Regions from separate parts of the Mus musculus genome. Here region 1 is linked to region 2. Evidence: chromatin contacts called from public Hi-C data. All regions are on one chromosome and are shown on one strand. The core of a region is the stretch at or near the end of the contact, and the rest is flanking DNA. Distances in the headings are between cores, read along the strand shown. Region 1 holds the start of Tmem109 (transmembrane protein 109). Region 2 holds the start of Stip1 (stress-induced phosphoprotein 1).

Region 1 (7,257 bases), core at 620-3,119, 3.8 Mb after region 2:
TCCAGCAGCTCAGGCTTGCCCTTTTGCTTGTCCCACACGTCCACACTGCCTTGGTAAGACCTGCTCTCTGCCTATGGGAACATACCGTTCCATTACCTACCATCGAGCGTAAAGCCGAAGACACCCAAACCTCCCAAGAAAAGCCTTCATACTGGAAGATGACCCACCCGCTGAGAGTTTACAGGTTACACACCAAGAGAGTAAGAAGGGACAGCCAGAGATAGCACTGAGACTGGCCACTCCTGTTCAGACAGCTGCAATTCAGCTTAGTAGGGACAGTCTCAGCTGGGGAACTGCTTTACTTACTATGGTGGTGAGACGTCACTCTATGTTCAGCTGTGGTTTGCTCTGCCAGGGCGGGGTGGGGCTGTCCACACTACCTCCAGTCAGTGCTCCTTCCTCTTCTTTTTCCTTTCTCGCTATAAATCACTACAGGGGCAAGAACTAACTTGGTGCCCTCTGCTGGCCCCCACGGTTCCTTCACTACTCACTGCAGTCCTGTGGATCTGCAATCCTCACTCTGGATTGCCCATCTGACCTGCCTGACTAGCCTGTTAAACAAGGGTGTTTGCCCCACCCAGGCAACCCACTCAGACCCTCCCAGGGAGGAGCTCAGCCTTTTTGTTTTGTTTTTAAAGCTCCCCAGGATTCCTGAGGCATAATCAAACAGTGGTTGCAAAGATCAGCAACGCAGAGAAAAGTCTACTTTAAGCAAAGCCTCCTAAGAGCTCTCTGTACAAAGGACACAGGTTCAGATCTATCACAAGTTAGCCGCCACTACCTTTACACCTGTTACTTAACCTATCTGAAATTCAATCTCCTCAAATGTAAGTTCTGTTGAAACTGGGTTAAGAGTTACTTCAAGAAGTTAGATAATTTGTGCAAGCACTGTGTTCAAAGTTTGTCCCACAGCCTCCCAGTGACTCTCAGACTAACTTGACATTAACTTTTCTTGGAATCCCCAGCACCTAGCATAGAATGACTAAGTGCTTGCTAAATGAGTATCAGAAGCCCTGCCAAGAAGCCACAAGTGTAGGACATAAAGACATGGAGAGGTGGCGGGGGGGGGGGGGGGAGGGAAGGGGAGGAGGTTATTTGAATAGTCAGTCCAAATATACGACAGCCACATGAGAAGCACAGCTGAGATAGAAGGTCCTAAACGTGGCGAAGTCACCACTAAGGAGAATGAAGTCAGCGTTCTGGCAGGTCGGAGGCAGCCCTCGCTAAACCCCTGACAGCTGCTACCCAGCAACTGTTTGTGGGGCAGGGTGTTTGCAAAGGGGGGGGGGGGGGGTGTGCAGCCTTGCCGCTCCCTTCCCAAGGCCCAGACTCCAGGCAATAGGGTCAGTGGCATGTGCTATTTCGAACAGCACATCCCCTGCCAAGCACTCCATAGTGGCGTCGCGAGGCCCATGAGGTCAGGATACCCTGAGGGGGGCTCCAACTGAGGCGGCAGGAGGCTGGACCATGGGGCTGGGGGAGGTGTGCAGTTCGGCACTGGCCTCATCCCCCAAATCTGGCAGCTGCTCCCTCCGGAGGGCTAGACCTCAGCGCTCGAACCCACTCATCCCGGGAAACACTCTCCTCCAGGGTTACCTAGTAACAACGCCCCTGGTTGCATAGCAACGAGGATCTGGGTCCCATACTTGTTAAGCCCCACGTTCCACGTTCGACCCCTCCCCACTAGGGCTCGCAAGGCCTTGCGGCTCCGCCCTGTTACCTCCTGCAAATCTGTCCTTTAAGCTGCATCTACAGCCCTGGTCTCGGCCCTCACTCACCCTGCTCCGGTCACCGCTATCCTTCACGTGGGACTTCGCTAGAAAACGCGCCACCAAACCGGCGCCTCAACTCCCGGGGTGTTGGTTTATAGTCTGCGCATGCGCGGGGCGGTCGACGGAGGAGACTGGCAGGTCTTTCTGGCAGGCATCGTGGACGCATGCGCTCTGCTCGCTCCATTATGGTTTGTACGTGTTTTTTCCCTCCCAAATATTTCCAAGAGAAGAATGGCGCCGGAAATTGGAGTTGGAACGGAAGCGAAGCCTTTGGCAGGAAAGGGGAAAGAAAGAACTGTCGAGGCTGTGGCGTGGGTAGAGTTGGTGCTCGATGCGGGATTCGGTGCAGATCCGAGTCTACAACGCATTTAGGGCGGCAGTTTCCTCCCGGGAAGTGCAGTTCCTAAGGCGGGGCGCTGGCGAGCACTTGGAGGGCTGAGAAACCTTTCACGCTAAAAATGGCACATCAGGGGGGAAAGGCACAAGGTGTTAGTGGGCACATGAACGGTGTACGGCCTTGGAGAAACTCATATGCTCTGGAAGAGAGCAAAACCTCACCCAAAATGTGTGGGTGACCACCAAAGCTTTGCTTACAATTGTTAGGGAAAGGAAAGCAACCCAGGTGCCCTGGGGTTATTTTGTTTGTTTGTTTGTTTTAAACCTTAGAACACTGAGGTAGCTTTGTGGATGAGGTAGGCAGAGATGTAAAAATTGTTTAAAGGTTTATTTATATGAATACACTGTAGCTGTCTTCAGACACACCAGAAGAGGGCATCAGATTCCATTACAGGGGGTTGTGAACCACCATGTGGTTGCTAGGAATTGAACTCAGGACCTCTGGAGGAGCAGTTAGTGCTCTTCACCGCTGAACCATCTCACCAACCCATAAATTTTAAAATTACGTGTAGTTATGTATTCTATGCATGCGTTCGGGTGTGCAGGCACAATACAATACTCCTATGGAAGTCAGTTCTCTCCTGCTGTGTGGATCCCGGAGATTGAATCCGGGTTGTCAGGCGTGCCTTAGTGGAAAAGATCTCAGGGGTGGTGGGGGTGGGAGTGGTGTTTTTGGTTTCTTTCTAGACTTAGTTTTAGTTTGCAAGTGCCTTTTGGGAAATTAACATAGGCACACATATTAGAAATGTATGGGAACATTGGAAGGGAAAGGAGGACTTCCCTTAGGAGTCTTGTTAAAACCTCCCATCAACTGAGAATCAAAAACTACTTTAGGTGTTTCTCTCTTCCCAGCTGTAAACCTACAAGTTTCTAAGAACTTCACTAGAAACTTACATTTACAGTAAGAAAGACCTGTCCTAGCCCTCCCCTAAAGGGTGCAATCCTAGTGGCTCATAGTTATATTTTACTAGATTATATTCCTAACCCAGTCACTTCTGGAGCCATCCTATAATATCACTAATCAGAAAGAGAGAAAAGGATAAAAAAACCAATTCTTAACAACCCTTTTAAGGCATAACTTGAGAGCTGCCAGGATGTTTTATATGGGCTAATGGTGTGACACTTATTTGTGACTCCCTCTTCAGAATCCTATATAAACACTTGGTTATGTCTTACTCTTTTCCTGGTCTCTGTCTCTCTCCCCCACCCCCTCTGTTAAATCATGTTCCTAAAAATATGTATCAACTTATCTTTAATAAACTTCAACTCTGGTTCTTTTGACTGGTAGGGGACTTGAGACAAAGTTTCTTTGTGTAGCCTTAGCTGTACTGGGACTAGCTCTGAAGACCAGGCTATCCCTGAACTCAGAGAGATCTGCCTGCCTCTGCTTCTGGAGTGCTGGGATTAAAAGTGTATACTACTATTACCGCCCAGCTAGCCTTACTTTCTTTTCTGTGTTGAAAGGATCAAGTTTTACCTGAGTCAAGTCCCTAAAAGATGGAATTGGAGAGATGGCTTAGTGGTTAAGAGCAGTGACTGCTCTTCCAGAGGTCCCGAGCTCAATTCCCAGTATCCACATGGTGGCTCACAACCATCTGTAATGGGATCTGATGCCCTCTCCTGGTGTGCATGAAGACAGACAGCTACAGTGTACTCATAAGAATGAATGAAACTATTTTTGAAAGGAAAACATAAAATTATTAGAAGAATGTGCTTTTGTCTTAATCCCAGGGGTAGGGATGTGAGGCATGGCTTTGCCTGCTGCAGATAGTTTCTGCAATTGTGTGACATTTGGAATTCTGTGAACTTTGCAGAGGGTATATAAATGCTAGCGCTCAGGCTGGAGAGATGGCTCAGCAGTTAACACTGACTGCTCTTCCAAAGGTCCTGAGTTCAAATCCCAGCAACCACACGGTGGCTTACAACCATCTGTATTGAGATCTAATGCCCTCTTCTGGAGTGTCTGAAGACAGCTACAGTGTACTTACATATAATAGATAAGTAAAATCTTGAAAGAAAGAAAGAAAGAAAGAAAGAAAGAAAGAAAGAAAGAAAGAAAGAAAGAGAAAGGAAAGAGAGAGAATAAAAAATAAAAATAAATGCTAGAGCTTCCTGATTGGCAGTAGTGGTTATTGGTCATTTAGGGAGTTTGGTTGTGGTTTGTTAGTAGTGCCAAAGAAGACACAAAAGGAAAGAAATTAGATTCAGGGAGTTTTCTAATTTTTCTCTCCCTATCTTTGTTTCTCTCCTATCTTCTGTTAGGAGGTAAAGTGGAGGTAAAGTGAGGAAGAGGGAGAACTCACAAAGTAGCAAAGATGAGTTACAAGTGGTACACAACGTGGGGCTTGAAAGTTAAGGATAAAAATGAGATCTTGGGGGCTGGAGAGATGGCTCAGCAGTTAAGAACACTGACTGCTCTTCCAGAGGACCAGAGTTCAAATCCCAACAACCACATGGTGGCTCACAACCATCTGTAATGAGATCTGATGCCCTCATCTGGAGTGTCTGAAGACAGCTACAGTGTACTTATTTATAATAATAAATAAATCTTTTTTTAAAATCTTTTTTTATAATAATAAATAAATCTTTAAAAATAAATATTTTTATAATAATAAATAAATCTTTACTGTAGCTCACTTGTTTCTGAAAGCGTTTCAGAGTTGACTGGGCAGCTGCAGAGGCTGCAAGTGGAGGTGGATGCACTTGGGAACTGAGGAGCACTGGAAAAGAGAAAGCAAAGTCTCAGTCCTGGTGACTGATCCTGAGAGTGGGAGCATCCCACAGGAGGGAAGAGGGAAAGAAACTGTACCAGAGTAGGGTCAGGTCAGAGTAAAGCTGAAAAAGTGGGATGACAATCTGATGAAACAACCTGTCTTGAAAGAGGGTTGCTGGGCTTTGGTGGCACACACCTTTGATCCCAGCATTTGGGAGGCAGAGGCAGGCTGATTTCTGAGTTCAAGGCCAGCCTTTACAGAGTGAGTTCCAGGACAGCCAGGACTAGAGGACTACACAGAAAAACCCTGTCTCAAAAACCAAAACAAAAAAAAAAAAAAAAAAAAAAAGAAAGAAAGAAAGAAAAAAGAAAGGATTAATCTCAAACCAGCTGCAATGCCAGAGTTAGAGGTGGGCTTTGGTTAGAAGTTCAGCATCAGCTTTCCTAGTAGTCATGCAGCATATGCCTGCTAATGTGTGAAACAGGTTATGATGAGATAGGATGGCATCCTATAGAAATGACAGATCTAACACATTTTAAAGAGGCTATGCTTTCATATGGGATGCACTCGCCTTATATGAAATAAATTCTAAATAACTAGTTTACTCAAAATTGAATTATTCCCCAAGACTGGAAGGGATTGTTGACTGCTGTACTAGCGGTTAGTCCTCAGTTGCAATGGTTAACATGTCAGAGGGAAGAATATTGGATAGTGAAACAGAGCAAGGGGAATGAATATAGTAAAAAACCAGTTTCTAGGTGAAGGATGGTACTGTGACATACAAGAGCAGATTCAATTTGATGATGCTACTATAGAAGAATGTTGCTTAATGACTTTAAGAGCTTATGACAAAGTTGAGGAGTCTGGAGGGAAAGTCCATCTCATTTATAAAGATTATACAAGGCTCAGGAGAAGCTGTCATTGATTTTTTTTTTCCACAAAGATTAGTCTCAGCAGTGAACAAAACTGTATCAGACCCTGATACAAGACAAGTGTTGATAGAAACCTTGGCATTTGAAAATGCAAATACTGGGGCTGGAGAAATGGCTCAGAGGTTAAGAGCACTGACTGCTCTTCCAGAGGTCCTGAGTTCAATTCCCAGCAACCACATGGTGGCTCACAACCTTCTGTAATGGGATCTGATGCCCTCTTCTGGTGTGTCTGAAGACAGCTACAGTGTACTCATCACATATATATAAAATAAATAAAATCTTTAAAAAAGGGAAAAAAAGAAAATGCAAATATTGATTGTAAAGAAGTTATTGAACCATTATAGGCCCAAGCAACACCTATGGATAAGGGATATGACAGATACTGGTTTAACATGTACCATGCTAATATCATAGGTCAAGCTATAGCTGGAGGTCTTGGAATAAAAAGGGCCAGTGTTTCAATTGTGGGAAATATGGTCATTTGCAGAGAGACTGTGACCAAACCAAAAGCCTCAGATCTCAAAATTCCCAGAGTGTTAACTGCAAGAAATACAGTGCTTTGAACAAGAAACGTGACTGAGCCATTTCTAGGGGCAGTGGTTTTCCTAAATCTCAAACAGAAAGAATGACTAGGCTTCCTGGGGTGGATATGCAATGAAGCTAGGGCTGCCATTGGACTCAGGAGTTGTCTTAGTTAGGATTTTACTATTATGAACAGACACCATGACCAAAGCAAGTCTTATAAATAAATGACAAAATTTAATTGGGGCTGGCTTACAGATTCAGAGGTTCAGTCCATTGTCATTAAGGTGGAAGCATGGCAGCATCCAGGCAGGCATGGTGCAGGAGGAGCTGAGAGTTCTACATCTTCAGCTGAAGGAAGCCAGGGACAGACTGAGCATCCTCAGGCAGCTAGGAGGAGGGTCTCCAAGCCCACCCCCACAGTGACACACTTCCTCCAACAAGGCCACACATTCTAATAGTGCCAGTCCCTGGGCCAAGCATATACAAACCATTATAGGGGTATAGATCCAAAAGAGATATTCAAGATAATTTCTTATGGTGGGGAAATGACCTTGGGAGCCTGGCTTGGAGCCCTGTAGCAGCAAAAAAAAAAAAAAAAAAAAAAAAAAAGGAGCTGTTTCAGTTAGGGAACAACAGCAGCAGAGAGACACTGGGATATAGGGGAAAAAAATCAGCCTATATACTATAAAGCTACTAATAGAAGCCAGTGAAACTTTTGCATTAGGGACTTGGACTTGTTTATATTTCCACAGGAAATGAAAAGCTGTGGATATCATCAAAACTGATAAAGATTAGAATAGAGCAGAAGAGGTCTCCTGAAAATCTTGCCCACTGGGCTGGAGAGATGACTTAGTGGTTAAGAGTACTGACTGCTCTTTCAGAGGTCCTGAGTTCAAGGTGGCTCACAACCATCTGTAA
Region 2 (7,399 bases), core at 868-3,367:
GAGGCAGGTAGAGTTCTGAGTTCAAGGCCAGTGTGGCCTACAGAGTTATTTCCAGGATAGCCAGGGCTACACAGAGAAACCCTGTCTTGAAAACAAACAAACAAACAAAAAAAAACCCCTCGTCTTTGTTTGCAGTTAGGATCTCTTTATGTAGCTATAGCTGACCTGTAACTCCACTATATAGACAAAGCTGTCTATCTGTCTGCCTCTGCCTTCCAAGTGTTGGGATTGAAGATCTGTGCCACCACACCGGGCATTAGAAATAATGTTTTGGGATTTTTTAAGACAGGGTCTCACTATACAACTCTGGTGGTCCACTTACTTACTCAGAGATCAGCCTGCCTCTGCCTCATTGAGTGCACCATCATGCCTAGCAAAATTAAATCTTAAAATATAAACTATGTGTCACTGTAGGAGTTACCTGGAATTCTACTCTTCAAATGTACAATTTTCCAGACAGGGTTTCTCTGTATAACCCTAGCTGTCCTGGAACTCTCTGTAGACCAGGCTCTCCTCAAACTCAGAAATCCACCTGCCTCTGCCTCCCAAGTGCTGGGATTAAAGGCTTACTTATGCCACCACCACCTGGCTCAAATGTACAATTTCCAATATTCAAACGCATTTGTGTATATGCTAGTGCATGGGGCAGACATTGGAAGTCAGGGTCTTCCTCCAACACTCTCCACCTTACTCTGAGACAGAATCTCAATGAATCTGGAGCTCACAGACAGGCCTGAGATGCTCGGGTCTCCCCTCCCCTCACCGATTTAGTGGGTAAAGGCAATCGGAACCCAGGCCTTCATCCTTAGACATCAAACGCTGAACCAACTGAGCCATCTCTAAGCCCAACGCTCAAATTTGTCATCTTACTGTAAGTTTGCAGTCCACAGGAACACTTGCACACTTGTATAATGGCTGGCAGGATTTTTCCCCACTGAGGAGGGTGGGGAGGATGGACGGGGTAGACCATAGCTCTAAATTCAGGCCCTGTGTTTGATCCCTAGTGCCACACAATGAATGAATGAATGATAATGAAAAACAACCTCTTTTTGTTGTAACAGAGCAAGGTGTTACTCATACCAAAAAAGCGTCTCTCTTGTCCGTACTGCAGTTACAGTTTAATTACTCCAAGGGTACAGAAAGTTGATTAACCTCTCCATTTAGTCTTATTAACAAGGTGAGAGGCCCCACGGTCCCTCACAGTGACTATTCCAGAACAAAAGGTTTTACTTTATACATCACAGTAAAAGTAGTAGTAAGCTGTGCTCTTTTTGTATGTGTGTGTTTGGATGAATCACAACGGTTCAATGACAGCTTCCAAGGTAACAAAACCTCTCCAGGCCTCAGATGCAGGCCACTGTAGCCTGAGCTAAATCACCAAGGTAAGGACGGCAGGTTTCCCTCTGTGCCCCAGATCAGATGCTGAGCGGTAGAGACAGGGACTTCTAGCTCCTCACTATCGGCTCACAACTGTCTAAAACCACTAAATCCTGTGTAATCGGGAACGGAATTTCCAAGGGTCGGATACTCAGTCACCCCACAGTCACTACGAAAAGTGGGGGGAGGGGCGACATATGTATGCCTCAGGGAGCCCTGGTGACACTGTCCGCGCCCGCCTTCTCTGCAGTCGCGCGGGTCCTTTTCCCGGGCGCACACAGATGCCGTGTACCCCGAAGGCTGCTGGGGTGATCGGTCACCGGATCCCTCCAAGTTCGCAGCGGCCGACAGGGGCCTCTCCGCGCTGAGGAGGCCCGGCCCCCAGAAGCTTCGGGGCCCGGCCGCGGCCAGGCCTGTTCCCGCTCCACTCGGCGGGTCGCGGGGGCGACGGGCGCTCGCCATTCTCCCCTCACACGCCCGACCGCGGCTCTCACGCCCGCGCCTCGGCCGCCCGACCCGGCCCCCCAACCACTCGCTTCTCCCCGCCAACAGGCCTGCGCTGCCCCGGGGCCCCGGCCGCCCCTCCCCCTTCACCTGCTCCATAGCCTGGCCCGGAACCCCGTTGAATCGAATTCGTCCGCTCCGCGTTCCCAACCGCACGCGCCGCCTTCTGGAACCTACTAGAAGCTGCCGGGACCCCCAGGTTACCGCCCCTTCCTCGCCTGCTCACTGGTTGAACACGTCCAGGAGGCTCTGCTCGCCCCTTTTATAGGCTTAAAGTTCAGTCAATCATCGTGACTTCTCTTTCATTGGTTTTTTACGGGTCTTCTCTTCAGCCCTGCCTCCTCTGCACCTCCGGATTGGACACTCCGCGGCAAGTCCCGCCTATTTCAGGGCTAGGCTAACTGAGGGAGGAGCGGGTCTTGACGACACGGATTGGTTGGTTAGTCCGTCAATTGTAGCTGGCCTGGCCGCACCCATTGGTCCTGTTCTTTCTGGAAATTTCCACAACTCTCATTGGGCTGAAGGACTCCTAGACGGAACCGCCTTTCAGAGGAAACATTCAATTGGGTGGATGGGTGGGGAAAAAAAAAAATTTGGCCATTCCTGGCGCTGATTGGTTTATGCCGCTGCCCTGTAAGGGGGTGCTCGGCTGGCTGGTGGTTCGTGGGGAGTCGAGCATCTGGCCCGGTGTCGCCTAGGCTTTAACTACAGCGTTACAAGCTGTTTTCCCTGAGTCTGAGACTGTTGGCCCGCGCTTCCTCGCATCCTGACTATTAGGCCCGGAATGTACCCAAAATATTGCGGGCTATGACGGGCCTGCGTTGAATGTTCCCAAAATGCTGCGGGCCACGACAGGCCTCCGCTTTTCCGGCAGTGTCCTGGCGGACCGGCTGCTTGGCCCTTACTCTCTGAACTCAGCTGCAAGCTTTGGTCACCATGGCCTGCCAGCAGAAATGCTACTTGGGTTGCAGGCTTAGCGTGTAGCTTATGGAACGACAGAGACTGATGATCAGGGGTCTGGACAGGATTTGTATAAGGAACGTGGGCTGTGCGGTGCCATGTCTGTGCCAGTAGCACCAATGCATACCCTCTCCATCCGGTTACCCCTTATCTGTTCACTTATGCCTACCTAGTTCTTTCTCCTGCCTCACTTAAGATCGGAGGAAATGAGCGGTGGTGGCATACAGCACGCAGGAAGCAGAGGCAGGTGTATCTCTTAAGCTAGCCTGATCTACATAGTGAGGTCCAGGACAGCCAGAGCTATCCATACCAGAACTATATAGTGAGACCCTGTCTCAAGAGAGAGGGAGAGGGAAGAGGCAGAGTGCTGAAATTACAGGTGTGAGCCAAATGTGGCAAGAGTACTTTTTGGGTGACTGGAGATAGAAACAAAGGTCTTGTCTGTGCTACACAAGCCCTCTACCCATGAGCCTCCAACCTTCTGTTTGACAAAAAGAAAATACAAAGGTTAGGTTTTTTGGTTGTTTTTTTTTTTTTTTTTTTTTTTTAATTACAAAAGGCATGTATACAAAGTGCATGATTAAGCCAGGCATGATGGAGTGGACCTTTAATCCCGCACTGGGATGGGGGCTGGGGGTTAGGTAGATCTGTGTGAGTTGGAGGCCAGCCTGGACTACAAAATGAGTTCCACGACAGCCAGGGTTCTGTTACACTGAGAAACCCAGCCTGGAAAAAAACAAAGACACCACCACCAACAAAAAAAGTGCATGACTGCAATCCCAAATTTTGGGAGTTGGAAAAGGGAGGGAGATCAGAATTCAAGGCCAGCCTGAGCAAATGAAGAAAAAAAAATGGAAGGAAGGGGAAGGGAAGGGCTTGAGATGGCTTGAAAATGTGGTAAAGGGTGTTTATTCCCCAACCAAGCAAGCCAGGCAACCTGAGTTTGAGTCCTTGAACACACACAACAGAGATATATCACCACTTCAAGGCCGACAATGCTTCCCCCCCCCCGCCCCCCCCCCCGACATGTTTTTTCTGTGTAGCCCTGGCTGTCCTGGAGCTCACTCTGTAGACCAGGCTGGCCTTGACTCAGAAATCCGCCTGCCTCTGCCTCCCAAATGCTGGGATTAAAGGCATGCACTACCACGCGCCCGGCTTCGGCTTTTTTTTTTTTTGGTTTGACAATGCATTTTTTTTTTAAACCTTAAAAATAATGACAAGGGCCGGGCATGTAGGTGCACGCCTTTAATCCCAGTACTTGGGAGGCAGAGGCAAGTGGATTTCTGAGTCAAGGCCAGCCTGGTCTACAGAGTGAGCTCCAGGACAGCCAGGACTACACAGAGAAACCATGTCTTGAAAAAACAAATAAAAATAAAATAAAAACTTAATAAAAGCTGTGTTTCCCAGTTATTTTTCTATTGCTCTAAAGAGGCACCATGATCAAAGCAACTTACAAAAGAGTTTATTGACGTTTTCAGTTCCAGGGAGTAAGTCTAAGACTGCTATGGTGGGTAGCATGGGAGCAGGCAGGCAGTCCTGGTACTGGAGCAATAGCTAAGAGATATACACAGAGAAACCCTGTCTCAAAAAAAAAAAAAAAAAAAAAAAAAAAACAGAGAGAGATGACAGAGACCTGGGATAGGGGTAGCTTCCAGGAGCTATGGGGATGACTTTAGCTGAGACTCCTAACAATGAGAAGCCGGGTGTGGTGGCGCACGCCTTTAATCCCAGCACTCGGGAGGCAGAGGCAGGTGGATTTCTGAGTTCGAGGCCAGCCTGGTCTACAAAGTGAGTTCCAGGACATCCAGGGCTCTACAGAGAAACCCTGTCTCGAAAAAATCAAAAAAACAAACAAACTAAAAATGAGAAGATATGGAACTTGAGGTCACCTCCTGTAGCCAGGCAGTACCCCTAGTGGAGGTGATAAGGAGACCAACCCCCCCCCAAAAAAAAAAAAAACCTATTTACAAGATGCCCCGGGACACAGATGGAGCAGAGACTGAGGGAATGGCCAATGACTGGCACAAGTTGAGCCCATCCCACAGGCAAGCACTAATCCCTGACACTATTAACGATACTCTGTTATGCTTACAGACAGCCTAGCATAGCTGTCCTCTGAGAGGCTCTACCTAGCAGCTCACTGAAACAGACGCAGAGACTTTCGGAGCTTGGAGAGTCTTAAGGAAGAGTTGGGGGAAGGATTGAAGGCCCAAAAATAAGAGTTTAACAAGAAGAGGGATCAGCACTCGGGAGACAGAGGCAGGCGGATTTCTGAGTTCGAGGCCAGCCTGGTCTACAGAGTGAGTTCCAGGACAGCCAGGGCTATACAGAGAATCCCTGTCTCAAAAAAACAAAAACCAAAACCAAAAAAAAAAAAAAGCCAAGAAGAGGGAGACCAACATAGTTAACTAACCTGGACCACTGGGACCTCTTAGAAATTGGACCACCAGCCAAAGAACATACACTAGATCTAGGTCCTCCACACATATGTAACAGATGTGCAGTGCAGTCTTCATCTGGGTTCCAAACAGCTGGAGTGGGGGCTGTCCCTAAAGCTACTGCCTGTTTGCGGATCCTGTTCCCCTAACCGTTGGGCTGCCTTGTCTGGCCTCAGAGAGAGAAGATGCGCCTAGCCCTACAAAGACTTGATGTGCCAAGGTGGGAGGACACCCAGGGGACCTCCACCCTCCCAGAGGAGAAGGGAAGGGAAGGGACTGTGTGAAGAGGGCACGGTGTGTGTGTGTGTCGATCAGGATATGAAGTGAATACATGAATTAAATAACTAACGGGTGGAAGAGCTTCCATCTGATTCACAAGGCAGGGAGAGATCTCACTGCGGATGGTGTGTGCTTTTGAAATGTCAAAGCAGACCCTCAGTCATCAACATTCTCCTGCCTCCCAGCCCTTCCCAATCAGAAGACAGACCACACTCGATGGAGGCACACTCGGTAATTCTAGTGCTGGCAGTCTGGGAGGATATCTGGGGCTTGCTAGCCAGCCAGTTTAGCAGACTCAATTAATAAGCTTTAGGTTCAATGTGAGTCTCTATCTCTGTCTCTCTCTCAAAGATTTATTTATTATATTTAAGTACATTTTAGCTGTCTTTAGACACACCAGAAGAGGGGATGGGATCCCATTACAGATGGTTGAGACACCATGTGGTTGCTGGGATTTGAACTCAGGACCTTTGGAAGAGCAGTCAGTGCTCTTAACCTCTGAGCCATCTCTCCAGCCTGAGACCCTGTCTTAAAAAATAAAAGTGCTGGGCTCAGTGATAAAAGTGATCAATGGAAGGAAGGCGTCTTCAATTATTCTCTGCCTTTCTTTTAAGCTGACCACCACATATGTGCTCACACATGAAAACACATGCATGTGTGCTCACACATGCAAACACATGCATGCAAAGGCACATACTCAATTAAAAAGTCAAGGTGTGGGACTTTAGATGGAGACTGCTTGGACATTCTGAAACTTAAGCTTCCAGTGTCACAGCAAAGTCACACTGAACACTGAGAAATGTGAGCTCCTAATAGGCCCCATACCTCTGACATGAGCTAAGAGTTGTGCTAGCGAAGCCAACGTCCCCTTCTATCCTCTCAGGTCCCTTGAATACAACAGAGTCACTACAGAGGCATCTGGCCCTGTGCATGCCCTGTGTGACTCAGGCCTGTGTTCCAAAATGCTGCTGTTCAGGGTAAGGGGAGGAAAGCAGAGGCCTTGTCTGGACTCAGCTTGAGAGCACAATTCCTGCAGAGCAAACAACCAACTTCACAGCCTCCTTTTAATGGCAATGCTGTGTGAGGGGAACAGTGCTTGCCGGTCAGGATTCTGGGAGATCTTCCATTGCTGGAGAGAGGAGCTGAGGTAACTTTGGTTTCCTTCTCCCACTGAGGGCAAGGTTCTCCTGAGGGCTCATCGAGGCCACTAACCTCAGTGGTTCTGACTCCCAGGTCTCCTGCACAGCGGCTGAGTCCTGATGAGTTGGGAAAGTTAGAGAACTAGAGGGGCAGCTCTCTTCAGTTCCTGTGGATCTGCACAGAGCGCCAGGCCCTCCCTGTGCCTGATGCTGGAAGGACCAGAACAATGGTAATTACCTAATCACTAATCAGACAGCTGAGGGCAGTACGGGGGCTGGGAGTCTCCACCACCAGCCTCGTGGCTATAAATACCATCTCAAATGACTCCTAGAATCCCAGCTTCATGTCAAAGCTTACTGCCAACTCCCAGGGTTGTCTAACTGGCTGCCTCCTGACTTCTTTTTATGCCTGGCAGACACTTCCAGGAATATAGATCAGGTCTCATAATTGTCCTCCAGCCTGGTAGTCCATTGATAATGACATCACTAGTCCTCCAGTAGCCCTTCCTCCATTTGGAAGCTAAATGTATGTTTGATTTTTTTTTTTTTTTTGGTTTTTTGAGACAGGGTTTCTCTGTATAGCCCTGGCTGTCCTGGAACTCACTCTGTAGACCAGGCTGGCCTCGAACTCAGAAATCCACCTGCCTCTGCCTCCCAAGTGCTGGGATTAAAGGCTTGTGCCACCACGCCCGGCTCTGTTTG

What was found. A called contact is a pair of places that touch in the nucleus more often than the background predicts.
Region 1: a Hi-C map of B cells shows a contact between it and region 2, with 5 read pairs. A contact is called at or near these places in 1 of 39 promoter capture datasets (cranial neural crest) and 1 of 484 Hi-C or Micro-C datasets (B cells).

Annotation. Positions count from the first base shown.
Region 1 is chr19:10,879,874-10,887,130 of GRCm38.p6, forward strand. Tmem109 (transmembrane protein 109) reads right to left here and starts at 1,870. Exons shown (of 4, transcript NM_134142.1): 1 at 1,779-1,870.
Region 2 is chr19:7,037,909-7,045,307 of GRCm38.p6, forward strand. It overlaps Stip1 (stress-induced phosphoprotein 1), which reads right to left and starts at 2,118. Exons shown (of 14, transcript NM_016737.2): 1 at 1,972-2,118. The coding sequence starts at 1,980.